3 separate regions of the Mus musculus genome follow, and all the other regions are linked to region 1. Evidence: chromatin contacts called from public Hi-C and promoter capture Hi-C data. All regions are on one chromosome and are shown on one strand. Each heading gives the region's core, a stretch centred on a gene start, on an enhancer-like site or on the middle of the called end of the contact. The rest is flanking DNA. Distances are from core to core; before and after follow the strand shown.

Evidence for each region. A called contact is a pair of places that touch in the nucleus more often than the background predicts. Capture Hi-C pulls out chosen DNA fragments and counts their contacts.
Region 2: a promoter capture Hi-C map of liver shows a contact between it and region 1, with 2.2 times the contacts expected there. The contact joins the promoter of Efhd1 here to the promoter of Neu2 in region 1. A contact is called at or near these places in 1 of 39 promoter capture datasets (liver), 2 of 115 datasets of contacts at active chromatin or transcription factors (astrocytes and pancreatic cancer cells) and 2 of 9 other capture datasets (liver and macrophages).
Region 3: a Hi-C map of liver shows a contact between it and region 1, with 2.8 times the contacts expected there. The contact joins the enhancer-like site here to the promoter of Neu2 in region 1. A contact is called at or near these places in 3 of 39 promoter capture datasets (hematopoietic stem and progenitor cells, liver and pre-B cells), 1 of 484 Hi-C or Micro-C datasets (liver), 1 of 115 datasets of contacts at active chromatin or transcription factors (microglia) and 1 of 9 other capture datasets (liver).

What each region holds. Positions count from the first base shown.
Region 1 is chr1:87,571,776-87,575,649 of GRCm38.p6, forward strand. Neu2 (neuraminidase 2) reads left to right here and starts at 2,252. Exons shown (of 4, transcript NM_001160163.1): 1 at 2,252-2,351. It also overlaps a transcript of Ngef not described here.
Region 2 is chr1:87,262,705-87,266,578 of GRCm38.p6, forward strand. Efhd1 (EF hand domain containing 1) reads left to right here and starts at 1,649. Exons shown (of 4, transcript NM_028889.3): 1 at 1,649-2,050. The coding sequence starts at 1,746.
Region 3 is chr1:87,290,822-87,294,695 of GRCm38.p6, forward strand. All of the region lies in intron 2 of Efhd1 (EF hand domain containing 1), which reads left to right. It overlaps Gm41911 (a long non-coding RNA gene), which reads right to left. Exons shown (of 4, transcript XR_878348.2): 4 at 3,011-3,158. Among named protein-coding and RNA genes, the nearest start is that of Gm41911, 17 kb to the right of the region's middle. Within about 2 kb of position 2,245, at least 43 of the 459 cell types and tissues checked have an H3K27ac peak or open chromatin away from gene starts, as enhancers often do. A contact at or near this core is called in liver, where this site is marked.

The DNA of each region.
Region 1 (3,874 bases), core at 1,002-3,501:
AATCAGGAGATCTCCCAAGCTCCCACCCTCAGCTCAGGTCCCCGGCTACAGTTTCCTCTTTTATGTTGTCCAGATAAATAGGCTAAGAAAGCCTACTCTCTCCCAATGCTGAGTTATACTCCTACATCCAAAGAGATCCCCACTTCTGGAGACTCTCTATCCAGAGTTACCCTCCTTAGATAATGTACCAGCAAATCATTTGGGAACTCTTTAAGGATCTAGATAGTGGGTACTTCAAGCTATAGTCTATGGTAGACACCATGACTAATGCATGTGGTTCCTGGCAAAGAGGTGAAAGTGACAAAGGCACACAGTCAGCCTGCTGCATCTACAGCTGAAGGGTGTATCTCCTGGGATGACATTGTCCGCATGTACAGAGCCTACTTCCTAAGTCTGTGAGTCCCATGGATAGGAGCACTTCTCCACCTTTCCCTTACTTCAGCAATCCTATTCACCAAGAATTCTTTACAGAGGCTTCTGCTTCCCCCAGGAACTTCCTGTTCTAGTCATTAAGATCCCAACCCCTCATCCCTAGGAACTTGAAACACTTAGCTAGAGTGAGAGCGGGAACAAGTGCTCACAGTCAACCCATCAGCTATTTCACCAACAGAAGCTCACCATGGGACATTCTTTAAAAGACCTCTCATTAATGTTCAAACTCACTGTGGTATCCCTGGCAGTGGGGCCACAGGGACTGCTGCTACCGTTAGGAAACAGGACAGGCTGGGTGTCTCCCTATCCTGGGGACCATGTCCATGAAAATCTGTGGTTGTTCAAAGAGTGGCCTGAGAGTGTGGTTGAGGAAGATGGCCTATTGTCCATTTTCATTGTCCAGGATGCTGGAGTCTCCAAGGAGACTCTGGCTTCTCCTTTCTGAGACTAAGTAACATCAAATGTGGGCCAAGATGAAGAAAGGGGGAGGGGAAAGGAAAACACAGTGGGGGGACCCAACCAGAGCCTTAATGTCTCTCTGCATTAAGACAGCCATTTCTCTCAAGGCAACAAGACATTGGTCACTAGCTGAGATAGCAGAGTAGCCAAAACTACAGGAATCCCAAGTCCAGCTCCCTGCAGCTGATGGCTTCGTGAATATCCCACATATTGGTCAAGACAGGAAATAAGAACCTTCTATTGCTATATCCAGCTGAGTTTTCTCAACCGAGTCACAACATACTCTGGCTTCTTGGCCACCAAGCACACAAATCTGGAGGGTTCTGAGGGTAGGGTCTTTTGTCCTGAAATGGTCCCTGAGCAGGAGGAGCAACATCAGTGGGGCAGCAACACAGGGGCTGTTACTCCATAGCTGTGAAGTCTCCTCCCTAGAGCACACCTTAACCCTGAGGTTTGAGCCAACAGCACACGGAAATCACAGCACTTCACAGTCTACACATACATTTACAACCAGGGCGAGCACCATGGGGAGTGAGTGCCCTGGTCTTGGAGGGCTCTGCAGTTACTTTAACATGAGGCTTCTGCCTCTCTCTGATTCTTTATCGGTTTTTGGCAAGAGGCCCTGCACGTTCCTGTTGCACAGGGCCCTGTAAGTTATTGACCTGTCCTTTGCAGTACATTGTCTCCCTAGTCTCCACAGCTGGAGGTATAGGAGCTGGAAAGAGGGGTCACCCTGCTTCGTGCTTCACAGATGTTGAAACACGCTGGGCTGGGAGAATCACTAAGCCAAGATGGGCTGGGAGCTCACAGGCATAGCCAGGACCTCATAGGTACTGCTGGAATCTTGCAAGGGTAGCCAAGTTCTCCTTCCCATGGACAGTCTGGCTGCCTTCTCTTTCCTAGTTCTTCTCAATCAATGCTTGCAACACTCTGCACTTCCCCAGCAGTGACCTCTCTTCTACGGTTTCCTTGATCTCATTTCATTAAAAAATAAGATAAAATAAACATATATTTTGCTCACCTGCCAGCCAGAAGTTCCTGGGTGTTAGGCCCCCTCATAAGTGCTTCAGTTTCTTCCTTTCCCATCCACGGTCCTGTCCGGGCACCTCAGTGCAGGTCTGTGTGTCCCCCACATAAGCACACAAGCTCCCTACCTGTCCCTGAGTACTATAGCCTGGAAAAGCCTCCCTGGGAAACATTCCTGACCTTCAGACCTGCCTCCCTATAGCTGGCCCCATTCCTGGGACAGGCACTTCCTGTCTGGGTGTTTACCTTGCTGGGTGCCCTGCACCTAGGCAGGGAGCCAGACACACCTCCCTAGGAGCCAGGCAAAAGGGGAGGTGCCACTGAGGTGCAGGTTGACATGACCCAAACGGCCCCTGGCTGCAAGGTAATATCGGAAGTTGACTAAGAATGGACGCCCCACCACTGACTGACCCGCCCCCTGAGTCTGAGATTGGGTAAGTGTTTATGATCCTCTTGGGTTCTGGTCACTTTTGTGTTAGTATGTGTACACGTGCACACACACGTGGAAGTCAGAGGTGAACACCAGGTCTCTCTCTTATTGTTTTCTGTTTTTCTTATGGAACCCAGGGCTCACTAATTGGCCAGGCTACCTGATCGGCCATCCTCCGAATCTTACCTGCACCCTCCCCTCCTGTCTCAAACTTCCCCTGTGGGGGTTAAAGGAGCACGCCACTGTGCCCCTTTTTTATGTGACAGTTGTGAATCTTCTCAAGTCCCAGTGCACATATGCCAAGCGGTTTGCCAACTAAGCCAGCACTTTTAATCACTGCTTTACATGGCCGTCAGGGCTCAGCTTGACAGCTCCCAGGCAGGGGACACCAGCTGCTCTATTCGAGAGGTCTTAATCAATTGTTACTATTACAGTGAATTATGATTAGTGACGGCTTCCTTCTGCCTGGTGCTTACTGCGTGGCAGGCACTGAACTAAGCAGATTGCATAACCTCTCTGTGTAGCCCTGAGCCCTCACTACAAGTTGAGAATCAGGTGCATTTTAAAGATACATATGTTCATAGATCATCTTGCCCAAGGCCACATAGATAGTAAGCTGCTCCAAGATTGAAACCCATCCTAGCTGGTACCAAAACCTTGCCTCTTAACCCATTGCTTTCATTTCTCAATGCTAATAGCTACACTGCCCATATTTATGTAAGCCTCCGATGAGCTATTGTTTTTTGTGACCTACCGCTGGTAATAAATTAACCCAACCGGTACTGCCAAGAAGCAGGGCATACTTATACTCTAGGTTTCTGTGAGTCAGGAATCTGGGCAGGGCTTGGCCGCGTTCTTTGTTCAGGGGCTCTCACTGGCTGGAGGCAAGGTGGCTGAGGGCCAGAACGCCTCTTTACAAGGCTGTGTGGAGAAGGCACACAGGCCTCCTGGGTTGTTGGCAGGCCTGCACGCCTCCTTGGGGATTGCTGGACTGAGGGCCTTGTTTCCTGCTGGTCATGGCTGGGCAGCTTGCTCTGTTTTGTTTGTTTGCCTCTCTGCCATGACACCTTGCTTCATTGAGGCTGCAGAAGATTCCAGAGATCTCTCTCTTCAAGGACATGGCTGTGTGATGCGCTCCACGTGAGCACGCTCAGCTATGGAAGTCAGATGTCTTCCTTGAAGAATCTCCACTTTATTTATTGAGGCAGGGTCAGTCATTAGACCTGGAACTAGTCAAATCCAGCTAGTCTAGCTAGCTAGCTTACTGTGAGGATCACCGCCTCTGCCCGCTGAGTGCTGGGAACAGCCAGGCCCACCTAGCTTTTGTGTTCTGGGGACCTGGATCCTGACCTCTCGTTTGCATGCCACGCTCTTTCTCAGCTGAGCCATCTCCCAGAACCACAGACTTTTGTGATGTGCTCGTGGAAGTGACATTAAGTGGCATCCCATCACTCTGCCATGCTCTGCTTGTCAGAGAGCCGCCATTAGGTACAGCCCATATGTCACAGTAGGACATGGATGCAGGAA
Region 2 (3,874 bases), core at 399-2,898, 310 kb before region 1:
AAAGTTTTGTCACACAACATACTTTTCCCTATGGCTTTAGAAACACACACACACACACACACACACACACACACACACACACACACACGTACACACCACCTTAAAACTTGAACCCATGTTTTTGAAGGGCTGCTACTGAGCTTCACCCCTCATGGTTACCCCCTCCCCTTATAACTGTTTTATTTGATGTTTGATCTTTGAGGCAGAGGGTCTTACTGTGTAAATATAGACATACAGTCCAAGCTGCTAGAGTCGGAGTCCTGCCCCAACCTTCCAAGTAGAATCACAGGCTTATATGAGCCACCATGCACACCAAAAGTACCTTTATTTTTAATGACTTATTTTCTTGAACCACTTTTTAAAAGGTGTGTTTTACTTTGTGGATGCTAGGGATTGAACTCTTTTATGCCTCTTTTATGCTAAGCCCTCTGAGCTCCCCCCCCCAGCTCCCCCTTCCCCCTAACCCTTCCCCCGTTAATTTCTTGTGTTAATTTCTTGTTTGCTTTGTTCCGAAGCAGCGAAGCAGCGGGTCTTGCTGTGAACCCCAGGCTGGCTTCCTACCCTGGAATTCTCTTGTCTAAGCCTTCTGAGTGCTGGAGTTATAGGCGTGTACCCCAACACCCAGCTATTCGAATTCTAATCGAATTACGTTTTCATGAGAGCACGCAATGGCTCTGATTTTTCCCTGTGGCCCCCTAAGATGTGCAGGCAACCAACTCATGCCTTTCAGCGGTGCACACCACCGGGCTCATCACACACACTCCCCAGTCTGTGGCCCAAAACAAGTGGAGCAAAGCTGGTCCCCAGTGCAGCCACTATTGTGTTTACAGCTGCTTCTCCATGTTTGGCTGAGGGAACCCTCATTTGCACCACATCCTTCCTTAGGGAGAATGACGGCGGCTCTACTTGTTTTTACTTCAATCTCCTGTTTCAAAAGTTGCCTTATTTTCAAGCCTTTTCTAACCCCACTCTCCGCAGTGGTGGCTCTCACATTAAAAAAACAAAACAAACAAAAAAAAAGCCATACAGCCAAGATACTTGCCACATTTGGTCCCTTAACAAGACAACCCCCCCCCTTTTTTTTTCCCGGGAATCAGGAGATTTTTCTCACTTTATTTATGTCTAGTATTTTTAGATTGTTGTGGAAACATTTCAATGGTATATGAAAGGCACCTTCGTACTGCCAGGAGCATCTCCTACTCCAGGGCCTTAGGGCGACGACTGCTCGCTACACACGTGGGTGTGTTACCAGGCACGCTTAATTCTCCCATCTCAGAGGGTCCTAGGCCGCGAGCTCCCTGGTTGGAGCGCTTTGGAAGAGAATGGAACTGCCTGAACGGTTGCCAGACTTAACTCCCCAGTGTTTGCAACCAATTCCCTGGGGATCACCAGTTCCCAAAGGGCGGATTCTGGCGGCAAGAGCAAGAGTTGATTTCAGGGTCCATGTCTGGACTGGGGGACGGATTAGCATCAAGTCTCAGCTTATGAGAGGTTTAGGCAAACGCGACCCCTAGGACGCGCAGACACTCCCTTGTCCCCTGTCCAGTAGATAGTCCTACTGCACCCGCGCCTCCTTAAAGCCGCAGCTCCGCCCCGCCCGCCCCGCCTACCCACGGTTCTTTTCAACCGCCGGGCCCCGAGCGATTCCACCGAGCGTCAGAAAGCCACGAGCCCGCAAAGAGCGCACAACTCTCTGTCCCCGTACCGGATCGCGAACCTCAGTTCCATCACCACAACCCGCCATCATGTCCAGCGAGGAGCTGGCCTGCAAGCTGCAGCGCCGGTTGAGACTTGAGGTGCGGGCAGAGACCGACCAGGGCGACCCCCAGCCTGCACCCTGCGATGCCCCAGCCGGGCACCCGGAGCCTGAACCGCCTGCCCGGGCGCCCACAGCCAGCGCGGACTCCGAACTGAACCTCAAGCTGAGCCGCAGGCTGGACATCCACCAGGGTACAGCGCGGCCGGGCCGCTCTAAGGTCTTCAATCCCTACACCGAGTTCCCGGAGTTCAGCCGCCGCCTCCTGAAGGATCTGGAGAAGATGTTCAAAACGTGAGCGCTCGTCCTGCGCCCCCGAAGAACGGGGGATCCGAGACAGGGCACGGGGTGGCCGCGCAGCGAGTGGGACAGTGAGGAAGGAGGTGCAGGCGTTCAGGAGTGCACTGAGCATCTGGCCAAGTGCAGCCAGATCGTGCGCATCAAGTTCATTGCGCGCCATGGGGAACCTCGTCAGGCTGGGGATCTGACCCCGGCGGAGCTCAGAGGGTCCTACTCAAAAGCCCCCTCCCTGAGTCTCCTACTCCCCAGGGCGGGTCCCGCACCCTCCTCCACCCACAGATCCAGAGATTTGCTCCCGGAGCAACTTCTAGGAAGCGAGCCCGGGGCGCACCTCACCTGCCAGCCTTAATTTTATCCCTCAAGGGAGAAATTAGCTGGATTGTCTTTTATCTTATAAAACAAAGGAAACAGTTGACACACGTCTTCAGTAAGGGATGCGAGAAATGAAGGAAGGCTGAGAACAAGGTTGCTTTAAACTCGAAAGACACATAGGCGTCCCTAGACCAGTGCGGGCGGGCGGGGGGTGAGGGGTGGGGGGAGTGGCTGGCGCAGGAGCCTCCTGGGAGCGTCGCCTAGTCAGTTACTCTTCTAACCGGTGAATGGCAGATGCCTCTGGCTGGGAACTGGTGCCTGCCACTAGTCACTAGGGTGCTGCTGGAGCCTCATCACCCCTCAGAAGAGGAGGTCATGCAAAGACCCAGTAGGTGGCCTGTCACGTGAGAGGTCTCTTTGGCCTCATTTCCCCACTTGAAGAGGGAAAGCAGTAATGACTCTTGCTGCTTTTTCCCCTCCCTCCCCCGTTACTTTTCTTTCTAAGCGAGATGTGGTGACATTCTCGTCTAATCCCAACATTTGGTTTTGGGAAGCAGAGGTAATCTCTGAATCCGAGGCCAGCCATGGCTGCATAGTGACATTGTCTCAAAACAAAACAGAACGAAAAACCGCATGTATTTATTTACGGTGAGTGTGTATGCATGAGGAAGTGTCATGGCACATTCGTGGAGGTCAGAGGACACGTTGTGAGAATCAGTTCTCTCCCTCCACCACGCAGGGGTTGGGATCAAACTCAGGTGATAAGACCTGGTAGCAAGTGCTTTTACCAGCTAAGCTGTCTCACTGACCCCTCCTTTGCCTTTTAAGGCCACGAAGTAGTCTGTACACCGAAAACGCCTCACTAAGCTATTAATATTATTTCCAGAATTCGGCCGGGACCGGAAAAGTGGCCAGGTCATGCTTGGGCGTCTTTAAAGTGCTTGGAATGTGTTTGCCCTCACCAAGGAGGTTCTATTTAAAGGCACTATGGCGATCACTGCTTCCACTACTCCCGAGGTCTGCAGAGCACCTCAATACTTGCTGCCTCTCTGGCAGTTTGTTTTCTCAGTACCCTGCTCCCAGCCACTGTTTTCTCTGGGTGCAGTTTGGGCAGCTAAGGAAGGTAGGGTTGGGAGTAGAGAATGAGACTGGGGTGATGGTGGAAAAGCCAGGGAAGGCACCGTGGTTTGACATATCCTGCCCCCCCCCCGCCCCCGTGGTTTTCTTTGGGTTTTATATTCTGTAGGAATGGCTGCTCTGGCCCGGATGTTCACCTGTGTATCACTCCCTCCACCTTGCTCTGTTGCCTCTTTAGCTTCTTTCAGGTTTTACTGGGAAGCTCCCATTTGGAAGGTTAAGTTTGTTAGTCTGCTGTGTAAGAGGAGTACGATTTATCCCTTCGAGAGGTCTTTGGAGCCAAGTAGTGTTGGCACTGGCGGCATCAAGCTAAGGAGGAGGGCAGAGTGCAACCTGTGGTTCTGGGAGAGCTGACAGCCCAAACTGTGC
Region 3 (3,874 bases), core at 995-3,494, 280 kb before region 1:
GTGTGTGTGTGTGTGTGTGTGTTTGGGGTGGGGAGAGTTAAGATGGATCTTACCAAGACCATCGTTAAAATTTATTTTATGTGTATGAATGTTTTGTCTGTGTGTACGTCTGTGACCTGGGTTCCTGGTACCTTGGAGGCCAGAAGAGAGCATCAGATCTGGAACTGGAGTTATAAATGGTAGTGAGCTGCCATATGGGAGCTGAGAATCAAACCTGGGCCCTCTCTAAGAGCAGCAAATGCTGTTAACTGTGGAAGCTGACGGTTTTACAGAGTGCAGGCTGGCTTGGCTTCTAACTCCCTATGTATCTGAGGATGACCTTGAACTCCTCATGCCCGTGCCCCTCCCTCCTAAGGGCTGGGATTGCAGATACGCACCATCACACCTAGCTTTAGCCCCTGGGCATTCTTTTTTTACTTTTTTTTTTTTTTACCTTATTTATTGTATAGGACATATATACATCCATGCATGTGTGGAGGTCAGAGGGTGACTTAGATGTCCTCCTGTGTCAGTCCAGGGCTTGAACTCTGGCTGTCCATCTTGGCAGCAGGCATCTCTACCTTTTGAGCCATCTTGTCAGCCAGGGGTTCTTGACACATCCTTTGCCTCCTTTGTCCTACTGAGAAATTTTATTTCTGCCATTTACAAATGAAGAGCTCTAACACAGTGGTGTGTGGACACCTCTAGCCACAGTTGTGAAGTTAAGAATCCCTTCCCTCGGGACGAGCGAGCATCTCGGGGCCTGTGGGGGAATAAGCTTCTGAGCTCCCCCCCACCCTCTGTCTTTGTTCTCTACCTCTCCTTCCCTCCCAGTCCCCAGAGTCACAGCTCGGACCTTTTCCAACTCGACACCATGCCAGTCTTTGTGGACTATAAATAGGAAAACAAATAAGGTTGTCGGGCAGTAAGGGACTATAATGGGTGAACCGGGAGTGCCTGGTATACTGGATGTACTTGGGTTGAACTGGTCTGTCTGTCTTTCTTTCTGTCTTTCTGTCTTTCTTTCTGTCTTTCTGTCTGTCTTTCTGTCTTTCTTTCTTTCTTTCCTTTCTTTCTTTCTTTCCTTTCTTTCTTTCTTCCTCCCTCCCTCCCTCCCTCCCTTCCTTGTTTCCTTCCTTCCTTCCCTTTTCCTCCTCTTCCTCCTCCTTCTTTAGCTGGCTGGCTGGGGTTGGGAGACCCCTGAGTTATGATGGGGATGCCGTTGGTCATCTGTTGAACTGACAGAGCAAGCTTGTATAGCCTTGGACCTCAGAACAAACATTGCCAGGAGAGAGCAGAGGGGATTCGCTAATGGTTCAGGCACACCAGGACCTTCTATGACTGTGAACACTGTCATCTCCACCTACACCTATTTAAAATTATGTTGTACTTATTTATTTTGCATGGAGGGAAGGGGTACACCTATGAAGGTCAGAGGTTAACTCCCATCACATGGACCCTGGGGGATCAAACTCAGGCTGTCAGGCTTGATGACAAACACTCTGAACCATCCCGTTAGCCAGCCCTCCTCTTTAGAGGTCAGGAAGAGGTCTTGAGGAATGGAGAGCCCCTGGATGCTCAGCTGGAGCAACACTCCCTCTTTTCTGAGTGGGCTCCTGGGGCCCCTCAGAAGTGTTACTGTGGAAGGCAGCTCCTCGTGGGGACTTCTGGTAGATGACGTGCTTTAAGGGTGGCTACATGTTCAGCCTGGTTTCTTTTGCGATAACAGAATGTCCCAGTCCCAGCCTGGATAGTTTAGAAAGGAAAGAAGTTTGTCTTGGCCTGGGAGTTCAAGGGCAAGGCCTCTGCAAAGCTCTGCAGGCTACGTGCTTGTTGAGCTCAGGGTGGAAAGCACAGGGTAAGGGCGGACGTGAGAGCCTCACGATGAGAGAAGAACAGGAGACAACGAAACTCCCTTCATAACACGCAACCCTTGAAAAAACATCCTCCCCCTCAGTGGCCTATTTGCCTTCTTAAAGCAGCCAACCACCACGTTTTTACTAAGGACCAAGCATCATAGGAGCCAGGTACCGAGCGGCAGGCATTCCCTGCATCCCACAGCCCCCATCTGCAATGCTGAAGTCTCTACCGCACCCCACATCTTTCACAAGAGAAGAGAGAACCAAGAGAAATGCAGCAGCCACCAGTGTCCCTACCCTCCTGGCCTCTGTCCTGTTGCTGGGGGCCTGGTTTCTTTTGACCTACTTGCTTTCAACCAATGTGCTAGCTCTCTAAGAACTGCTGCAAACTGAGTCTTTGCCGGCCTCTAGTGAGAGAGTTGGAAGCTGCAGGTGGGAGACCGGAGTATTCCTTTTAATCCAGACAGCTCCAGGGACCTCAGAGAAGCCACAAGACCCTGCACACATCACTCCATCTCTTTGATTAGTCCCTCCCACCCCCAAACTCCCCACTGTCCAAGGCAGAGCGAGGTCTGAGTAAGAAGCAGAAAGCAGGGCATTCCAGCCTTGGGAGCTAAGACCCTGCAGTTGGGATTTGGGAAGCCTGTTAAAGTGGTGCCTGTCTGTCTAACACTCTTCTTTTTTTTTTTTTTTTTTTTTTTCTTTCTTATTTTGGTTTTTCGAGACAGGATTTCTCTGTGTAGTCCTGGCTGTCCTGGAACTCACTCTGTAGACCAGGCTGGCCTCGAACTCAGAAATCCGCCTGCCTCTTCCTCCCAAGTGCTGGGATCAAAGGAGTGCACCACCACTGTCCGGCACATTCTTCCTATGTATGTGCTTTTGGTGCCACCTGAAAACCTGGAGAAACCTCTTCTGGTGGTTTGGTCCATCTGTTTATAAGTGGGGAATGGTGGTGTTTATAGAAACTGCACAATGCTCTTTAGGCCAATAAATTTGTAATTTTTTTTTAAAAACTTTTTTTTAAAAAAAGATTTATTCATTCATTTCATGTATGTGAATACACTGTACTATCTTCAGACACGTCAGAAGAGGGCATCGGGTCCTTATTACAGATGGTTGTGAGCCCCCATGTGGTTGCTGGTAATTGAAGTCAGGACCTCTGGAAGAGCAATCTTCAATGCTGAGCCATCTCTCCGGCCCAAATTTGTAATTTAAAAAAATGTGTCCATTTTGTGTGTATAAAAGTCTTGCCTCCATTTATGTCTGCATACCACATGCATGCCCGGTGCTCACAGAGGCCAGAAGACTGTGATGGATCCCCTAGAAGTAGAGGTAGGGATGGTTGTGAGCCACGGTGTGGATGCTGGGGAGGAATCCGAGTCCCCTGCAAGTGCCCTTAACCACAGATCCATCCCTCCATTGCCCCGTCCCCCCAGCTTGTAGGCTTTTGTGGGGCAAACCCTGACAATCTGTCAATTCTCTGGGACCCACATGGTAGAAGAGAACCAACAGAGTTGTCCTCTGACCTCCATACACACACCATGGCATGCACGTATACAAGGTGAATAATTAATTCATAGGGTGTTTTGTTTTGTTTCACACCATAGCCAACACTGGCCTGAAGCTGTTGGCAATCTTCCTACCTCAGCCTTCTGATGCTGATGTTACCTGTGAGCCACCATGCTAGCTTTATAAAAATTACAGAGAAGGGAACCAAGTAACTGGAAAGTAACCCTGGGAGAGGAGGCTAGGAGAGGGGGGACTGCAATTTAAGAATTTATTCTGCAGAGGCCCTAACACAGCTGCCCTCAAAGACTACTTCGTTTAGGTTACACATTTTGAATGTGGAAGAAGAAGTGTGTTACACAATAAATGTGGGGCTTACTGAGTAACTATTTGGAAGAGAAATAAGGTTAATGATTACCCTACCAATAGAACAGAATACATTTCAGAGATTAAATATTTACGTGGTATTTCTTGTAAAGCTATAAAAATGCTAGACAGAAACAAACCTGACTGTTTATGTAACCTTGATG